3 separate regions of the Mus musculus genome follow, and all the other regions are linked to region 2. The links are chromatin contacts, called in public HiChIP or PLAC-seq maps. All regions are on one chromosome and are shown on one strand. The core of a region is the stretch at or near the end of the contact, and the rest is flanking DNA. Distances in the headings are between cores, read along the strand shown. Region 1 overlaps Gramd4 (GRAM domain containing 4). Region 2 overlaps Brd1 (bromodomain containing 1). Region 3 holds the start of Celsr1 (cadherin, EGF LAG seven-pass G-type receptor 1).

The links. HiChIP or PLAC-seq counts read pairs in DNA pulled down with a chosen protein or histone mark.
Region 1: a contact with region 2 is called in an H3K27ac HiChIP or PLAC-seq map of epiblast stem cells, with 12 times the contacts expected there. The contact joins two enhancer-like sites. A contact is called at or near these places in 2 of 115 datasets of contacts at active chromatin or transcription factors (embryonic stem cells and epiblast stem cells) and 1 of 9 other capture datasets (embryonic stem cells).
Region 3: an H3K27ac HiChIP or PLAC-seq map of embryonic stem cells shows a contact between it and region 2, with 5 times the contacts expected there. The contact joins the promoter of Celsr1 here to the enhancer-like site in region 2.

What each region holds. Positions count from the first base shown.
Region 1 is chr15:86,115,683-86,118,382 of GRCm38.p6, reverse strand. All of the region lies in intron 3 of Gramd4 (GRAM domain containing 4), which reads right to left. Among named protein-coding and RNA genes, the nearest start is that of Gm15722, 26 kb to the right of the region's middle. Within about 2 kb of position 1,387, at least 31 of the 459 cell types and tissues checked have an H3K27ac peak or open chromatin away from gene starts, as enhancers often do. A contact at or near this core is called in epiblast stem cells, where this site is marked.
Region 2 is chr15:88,707,566-88,710,265 of GRCm38.p6, reverse strand. The region is part of intron 6 of Brd1 (bromodomain containing 1); the gene reads left to right. Among named protein-coding and RNA genes, the nearest start is that of Gm41377, 25 kb to the left of the region's middle. Within about 2 kb of position 1,250, at least 40 of the 459 cell types and tissues checked have an H3K27ac peak or open chromatin away from gene starts, as enhancers often do. A contact at or near this core is called in embryonic stem cells and epiblast stem cells, where this site is marked.
Region 3 is chr15:86,032,357-86,035,056 of GRCm38.p6, reverse strand. It overlaps Celsr1 (cadherin, EGF LAG seven-pass G-type receptor 1), which reads left to right and starts at 1,280. Exons shown (of 35, transcript NM_009886.2): 1 at 1,280-2,700. The coding sequence starts at 1,287. Gm34764 (a long non-coding RNA gene) reads right to left here and starts at 804. Exons shown (of 3, transcript XR_384307.4): 1 at 490-804.

The DNA of each region.
Region 1 (2,700 bases), core at 138-2,637, 2.6 Mb after region 2:
TAAGATAGGCTCCTGATAAGTAAGGGACCAGAGCATGTGAACTTTCTCAAGTTTGCCGAGCGCTCAGCTGACAGTGCAATCTGGTCCCTGTCTGCTGTCGGTGAGAACATCAGTTGCTCCTCCTAGCCCTCCTCTGGGGTACACGCTAGGGGAGGGGGGCTCTTCACTGGGGCAAACCATAGGTGAAGGCTCTTCCTGAGCTCAATAACTGTGCAAAAGCCCTTCAGCCAAGTCACCACCACACAGGACCCCCTGGGGCACACACCACCATCTGATTCAGTCAACAGGATTGGGAGACAGAAAGGCTAAAAAGACTCCAGGAGGTGCCAGCAGCAGAATAGAGGCGTGCCAGCCCTCAGGCCACCTCAGTACAGAGGAGCTTCAGTGTAGCAAGAAGTCTGGGAACGGGGTGTGGTATGCCTGGAAAGACCCCCATGAAGGCCAGATCAGAGTTGAGCTCTGGATGAAACTACGGAGCCAGCCTACAGATGGCTGGGGGAGGGGTGTCGGGCAGAAAACCTGGCAGCTCGGAGGGCAGAGGAAGCCAAGAGCTGACCGAGGAGGGCAGCCTAAAACTGCAGACTTCGAAGCCTAAGGTCAAAGTCGTTGAAGACTGCCCTTTGTTCTGAGAGAACTCACGCATGTCACAGCCCTACAACAAGAGGTTTGAACCTTCTACCTTTTACATACTGATATGAGAAGAGGGGTCCTAGTTAGCACCCCTTTATCTTGCTACTTCCATTATGCTCAGCATCACGTAGCATAACACAGCCAGGGTTGGGGTGGCGAAGGGCTACTGCCCTCAACACACTGCCTTTTTTTTTTTTTTTTTTTTGGTTTCAAAGTTATAATGCATGGTTTAAAAGAGGAAAGAAGAAAGGAGCCGATTACAGGTATGGGGGATTGGGGAAAGAAAAAAAATGAGGAAAAGTAAGGGGGGGAACACACTGCCTTTTTGTGCTCAGTTCCCACCTTGGTCCCCAACAGACAGCTAAGGCTGAGCCAGAAGGGAGTCTTGAGTGACAACCCTCAGCCCTGGCCTGGCCAGTCTTGAGCCCAGCAGGAAGGCAGTCAGAAACAGCCCTCTAGGGATAATGAGGGTAGGGCTTGAGCAGAGAGGGACAGACAGGGTGGCAGATGGTGTGGGCGGGGGGGGGGGGGTCAGAAGAGAAGTGAAGGCTACCTGAGAGCCTTGGAGGGCTCGCCCACTGTAAATGGGAATGAGCAAATGGGGGTGTCAGCCCAGGTAGTTAGATCGAGCAATAAGGCTTGCTTATAGCTGCAGCCCAGGATCCAGGGCTGGCTGCTAACTAGCACAGTGGTGGGCTTTGGTGTGGAAGAGCCCCATGGACAGGGTGTCTCACAGAGCTGCCAGGCTCACATTCCACCTCAAGCTAAGCTATCCCTCTGAGACCCAGCTCTGCCCACTCACAACAGCAGAGACCAACCCAGCTCCGCAGGGAAACTCCTCAGGGGTCCTACCCCCTAGATCACAGGGAGCTATGTCACCTCACAGAGCTGCAGCCTGCCCTGGGCTCTCAGCACCTAGAGCTGTCCGTGAGGAAGGTTCACAGCAAGGAAGGGATGGGCAAGGGTCAGGGCAGCTCAAACCTCACGACACGCCCAGCCCCCAGCTATTTCCAGAGCCATGGGAAACACTAGGTAAGGATAGTCCCCTAGACAGCGTGCCATGGACTCTGACTCTGCCAACGCTGACAAGGGGACAACCAGGACACAGTGTTCCTATCACCACAGAGGACAGGAATGTCTCACATGGAGTTTTAGTCTTCCTGGGATGATGTGGAAGTCACTTCTAAGGAGCATCCTGTGGAAGCAGGGTCAGTGACCACACCTAGCCCTATCTGGCTTCCAAAGGCTCAGGCACGTACAAAGCCATGATAACCCCAGGGTCAAGGTCAGGGCATATCTGTGTGTCCTGAACCTGGCTTCCTAGAGAGCAACAGCCTGTCTGGATGTGATCTAAGGCCTGTCTATGCAGAAGTCCACCGCAGTTGCGGCCTGTGTTGGCTGCTGGTTAAGTTATTGGGTCAATATTGGTTTCAATCACACAGAGCACCCCAGTCCTGGGGTTGGTGAGCTAAACCCTGGGGAGAGAAATCTCTGCTGGAAAAGAGAAGCTTTGCCCTGAGCTGTTCTGAGACAAGGGAACCAGACAAAGTTATTTTCTCCAGCCTCTGAGCCAGGCCATGTGGGTAGAGTCCCAGGGAGAGGAGGCTGCCCCTTGCTGGTGAGCAAGGTGAGGCCACGGTAGCCTGGAGCCTCTCTGGATTGGGTGGGTGCTTCTCAGGGTGACTCAGTGGCTTCCTTTCCTGTCTTAGTCACCTTATGGAACATGGGGACCTAGAATCAAACATGGGTGTATGTATATAGCACTACCTGGTCCTAGACATGTTCCTGGGGACACTGACCCAGAGGAATCAGGGTGCCTGTGACAACTGTTGGCCATGCCCCTCCTGTCAGGAAGTCCAAGCGGAGGCAGCAGAGGACCCTGGACTTTTGGGGTCCTCAGCCCATGAGCCCTAGACACCATAGGGCATCCCACCCACCCTATTGCTAATCCTGACTGTGAGGTAAAGGTTGCCTTTATTTCCCCCAGTGCTGCCTGGCATAGTCATGAGAACCTAACTACACACACTTCACTGGTAAACACTTACTGAGTTCCTATGCCTTGGCCTGTCA
Region 2 (2,700 bases), core at 1-2,500:
CTTCTATTCCTTTTTCATCTTTGTTGACTGCAACAAACTTCTTTCTCCTGGGCTGGTTCTACTCCCTGGTAGCATAGCAGCTTTCCTTAGCAGATAGTCCAACTACCACTCTGGTATCTCCAAGGCAGCTTCTTGTTTTAATGTCTGGGCCTCCTCTCCAAGGTGACGTCACTTCCCCAGCTCTGCCCTCGGTAGCTCTAAGCTCAGGTTGATCCCTCCACTGCCGCTGCTGCTCTTGGTGGCCATCATCTCCAATACACTGGGGGCTTCCGCTGCAACTAGAGCCTCTCTAGGCTCTCTTCATGGTGCCAAGCCTCAACTCCTTTGCATGGCCCCTTCAGTCCTGGGCCATCATCTGCAACCGAGGCTGCACTTTGATCAGTGATCTTCCGCCTCAGCTGCTCTTCATGGCCCCTTCATGCCTCAAGGCCAGTGCCACCTGGGGGACCATTGCAGTCACCCAGCATAGCTGCAGCATGAGGTGCAACCTTGGCTGTCTCTGGAACACAGCTTCTTGGTGCTCAGAAAACACTTCCAGTGATGCTGGTTGTCGTCATGATTTATTTATTATATGAGTACACAGTTCTCTTCAGACACACCAGAAAGAGGGTATTGGGCCCCTGTTACAGATGGTCGTGAGCCACCATGTGGTTGCTGGGAATTGAACTCAGGACCTCTGGAAGAGCAGTCAGTGCTCTTAACCACAGAGCCATCTCTCCAGCCCTGCCGGTCTCTTAATCACTGCTAATGCCTTAGCTCCCGCTAACCAGCATCAGCTGTCCCAGGAGTCTTTCTCCTCGTGATTATAAAGCCAGAGACACATGGCCGAAGCTGCTTGCTGGAGCTGGAACATGGCCCCTAGTTCTATTGCGTCATCACTAGCTTCCAGCTTTCGCGCTCCTTCAAGGCCTAAGTTTGTCACGTGGGGATCTTGCTCAGAACTCTGAGATATGCAAGCCTGACTCCTGGGATTAGAGGTGTGTACCAGCACGCCCGGAATTAAGCTTTTCTTCACCTACAACTTGATCTGTCCTTGAAAGTAGAGATCTGCCTGCCTTTGCCTCCAGGAATTAAAAAGCTTGTTCTGCCCAGTATAGACCAAAACTTAACTGGGTGGGATCTTGCCCCAAGGTCACTAGTCCCTTAATTCAAACTAATGTCCTTGAACACATTCAGCTCCATTCACTTCCAGTATTCCTTTCTAACCTTGCAATGCTTATTCACATGCTCTTCCTGAGAACAAAGTCTACGATGGGCCTTTCTAAGGCTTCCTTTGTCATTGTAATTAACCTGAGCCTCCTTAGCCTCAGGCAGACTCTTCAGCCAAGGGCAAAAATAGCTACTTCTTCACCAAACTACAAAAACAAGGCTCTAGACCACATAACTGAAATTCCTCACTGAAACCTCTTGTGCTGGGTCTACACAGTTCCGATTACTCACAGCAACAAAGTGTTCCATAGTCCAGCTAGGATAGACCATGAAGCCCCACTTGAAACATTCTGTGGCCTTCCAAATCCCAAGTTCCCCAACCTACATTCTTATAAGCAAAAACACGGTCAGGCCTATTACCGCAATATCTCAGTCCCTGGTGCCACCTGTCTTAGAGTTTTTCTGCTGTGAGCAGACACCATGACCAAGGCAAGTCTTCTAAGGACAACATTTAATTGGGGCTGGCTTACAGGTTCCGAAGTTCAGTCCATTATCAAGGTGGAAACATGGCAGCATCCAGACAGGCATGGTACAGGAGGAGCTAAGAGTTCTACGTCTTCTGAAGGCTGCTAGCAGAGTACTGACTCCCAGGCAGCTAGGAGCCCACCCATGAGGCCACACCTACTCCAACAGGGCTACACCTCCTAGCATTGCCGCTCCCTAAGCAGAGCATATACAAACCGCAATACTGGCCCTGTTGAAAGAGAAGCCAACCAGCAGAGCCTGCAGGTCTAGCACTCAGGTTGAGGAGGGAGGATTACAAGTTTGAGGCCAGCCTGGACTCAGCAAGCACAAAACAGAAGAAAGGAGGCTTGAGAAGTTGAGTGGTGGTTTTTGTTGCGGTGACTGTAAGCCAGTTGGACAGTGTTTGTCGTGTCCCACTGCTAAGTTAGTGCTGTTTAGACAGGGCGCTAATGAGTCTCCTAGGCCAGCTACCAGGTCTGGGCAGGGCTCATTTATGGTAGGTGTCTCTGTTGGCCCTGCTGTTCCTTTGGTTTTATCTTCGCATAGATTAAATAATTTTTTGGCTATTTCACTAATTTAAGTCCTGCAGTCAATGTTCCTAGAGTCTGGGGAGACCTGCGGACTCTGCAGCCTAGTTTCCTTTTGGTCATGATGTATGTGCAAGAACTTGAGCTAGGATGATGTTCACAATGTATAAACAGTCCATGTGAACATATTTACACACACGCAGCGTCTGTCAGTAGTCCATCTTGCGTCTATGTTGGTGCACTCAGACATGTCTGGTGGTCTTTGTGCCTCTCACTTTTTACAGAGCAGGACTGAGTTGGGTCTTAGTCCAGGAAAAGCCATGTGTGTTACCCACATCTCCTCTGCTACGGCCACACTAGTCCTTTGTGTACTACTGACTGAAGGAGTGTCTTGTCTCTTTTTTTCCCTCTTTGTGACAACAGCCTTGTCATAGGTTCAGAATCAGGGTAGAGAGGAGTATGTATGGCACCAAATGGTGAAATTGGAACACTTGGGAGG
Region 3 (2,700 bases), core at 31-2,530, 2.7 Mb after region 2:
CTTTGGAATCTAGGCTCGGTCTTGCGGCTCTGAAGCCACGCCCCACCCTTTCACGCAGGGCGAGAGTGATTCTCCAGCCCCCTTCTGGTTTTCCCCAGGTTCTCACGGATCCTGCCCCCTCAGTGTTTGCTTGTCCCCTGATGGGCAGTAACTAGGGGTTTGGTGACAGACGGTCTCCTCCACCAATGTTCAGGCCCCACAGCATGTTCTGGGGAACAAGGCCCCTCCCACTGTCACCTCCAAACTACATTATTTTTCTTTCCAATTTAAATGTTGCACTTTAAACAAAGTGGAACCCGAATCCGGTTAACTGCCCATGAGATTTCAAAATCCAAGGAACTCCTTGGAGTTAAGCATTTGAGCTCCCGCGAGGCTGGAGTCTAACAGTCTCCCAGTCCCCTGCCACCGCCACGACTCTACCGAAGTTTTCTAGCACCTCTGTATCTTGGAACTCTAGATCTAACTCTCTCGACGCCAGGGGTGGCTTACTCATAGATCTGCACTATCAGGTGCAATGCGAGGATTGAACAGCACTCGGCCCAGAGGAAACTGTACGAGGGACTCTTTAGCAGCCGCGGCCCGGGACTCTAGAGCAGTAGTTGAGCGCCACGCTCCCAGGGCCCGGTCCTCTGCGGATGTTGGGTGCCAAGACCGAAAGGGAAGGGGCTGGAGGCCAGGCCCCGCTAGGGCCGCGCCCCCACGTCTCCATGGAGATCATCGGGGCGCGCACCTCCTGGCTGGCTCCCTCCCCATCATCCTCCCCCTCCCAGGGCTGAACAATGAGCCACTGGGAGGGGGCGGGGCGGGGCCGGGGGCGGGGAGAGAGAGAGAGTGGCGGGGGCGCTGGCAAAGCACACCGCCTAGCCAGCAATCCGTCGCCAGGGTCTGCGGGCGGTGTGGTGATCGCAGCCCCCGCCCCGCCCCGGGCCCGCCCAGCTTCCCACGCCCGCCCAGCAGAGTCGGTGCTGGGGCCACCTGGAGCCGCCTGGAGCCGGCGCTGCTGCAGGTTGATGCGCGGCGCCCTCCCGGGACGCACGGAGGAGCCATCTTGAAACCAACTTGGCAAACTTTCGCAAAGTGCTCTCGAAGTGGAAGCTGAGCGGGAGGCCGGGCGCGCGGCCCCCGGTGTCCTCGCCAGGGCCCCCGGGGAGGCAGAGCGCGGGCCGCCCCGAGGGCCCGGCGCTGGGCGCGCGGGAGCCGCCCCCCGGCCGCGCCGGGTGGATGCGGAGGTGCGCCGGGTGCATGGATTGTGCTCCGGCGCCCGGCTCGGGCTGCGGCTCCGGGCCATGGCGCCGTCATCGCCGCGCGTGCTGCCCGCGCTGGTGTTGCTGGCCGCCGCCGCCCTGCCAGCCCTGGAGTTGGGAGCAGCCGCTTGGGAGCTGCGGGTGCCTGGCGGGGCCCGCGCCTTCGCTCTCGGACCCGGCTGGAGCTACAGGTTGGACACCACGCGCACGCCTCGGGAGCTGCTGGACGTGAGCCGCGAGGGGCCAGCAGCCGGTCGGAGGCTTGGGCTTGGCGCGGGGACTCTGGGCTGTGCCCGCTTGGCCGGGAGGCTGCTGCCGCTGCAGGTCCGGCTGGTCGCCCGCGGCGCCCCGACGGCCCCGAGCTTGGTACTAAGGGCACGCGCCTATGGTGCCCGCTGTGGGGTCCGGCTGTTGCGCCGCTCGGCCCGCGGTGCAGAGCTGCGCTCTCCGGCCGTCCGCTCAGTTCCTGGACTTGGAGATGCGCTCTGCTTCCCGGCCGCAGGCGGCGGCGCAGCCTCGCTGACTTCGGTGCTTGAGGCCATCACCAACTTCCCCGCCTGCAGCTGCCCGCCGGTCGCCGGGACCGGCTGCAGGCGCGGACCCATTTGCCTGCGGCCAGGAGGTTCAGCTGAGCTGCGTCTGGTGTGCGCCCTGGGACGCGCGGCAGGCGCCGTTTGGGTAGAGCTGGTAATAGAGGCGACCTCTGGGACGCCCTCAGAGTCGCCCTCGGTGTCGCCATCGTTGCTTAACCTGTCCCAACCTCGGGCGGGGGTGGTGCGACGGTCTAGGCGGGGCACGGGCAGCAGCACGAGCCCGCAGTTCCCGCTGCCCAGCTACCAGGTGTCAGTGCCTGAGAATGAGCCTGCGGGCACTGCGGTCATCGAACTGCGCGCGCACGACCCAGACGAAGGCGATGCAGGACGCCTTAGCTACCAGATGGAGGCGCTGTTCGATGAGCGCTCTAATGGCTACTTCCTCATCGATGCCGCCACGGGTGCAGTGACCACAGCCCGCTCCCTGGACCGGGAGACCAAGGACACTCATGTACTCAAAGTTAGTGCTGTGGACCACGGCTCCCCGAGGCGCTCAGCTGCCACCTACCTCACCGTAACTGTCAGTGACACTAACGACCACAGCCCAGTCTTTGAGCAGTCTGAGTATCGAGAGCGAATTCGAGAAAACCTGGAGGTGGGCTATGAGGTTCTGACCATCCGTGCCACCGACGGGGATGCCCCTTCCAACGCAAACATGCGCTATCGTCTGCTGGAGGGCGCAGGTGGTGTCTTTGAGATAGACGCACGATCAGGTGTCGTGCGCACACGGGCTGTGGTGGACCGTGAGGAGGCGGCTGAGTACCAGCTGCTGGTGGAGGCCAATGACCAGGGTCGCAATCCAGGCCCACTCAGTGCCTCAGCCACCGTCCACATAGTGGTAGAAGACGAGAATGACAACTACC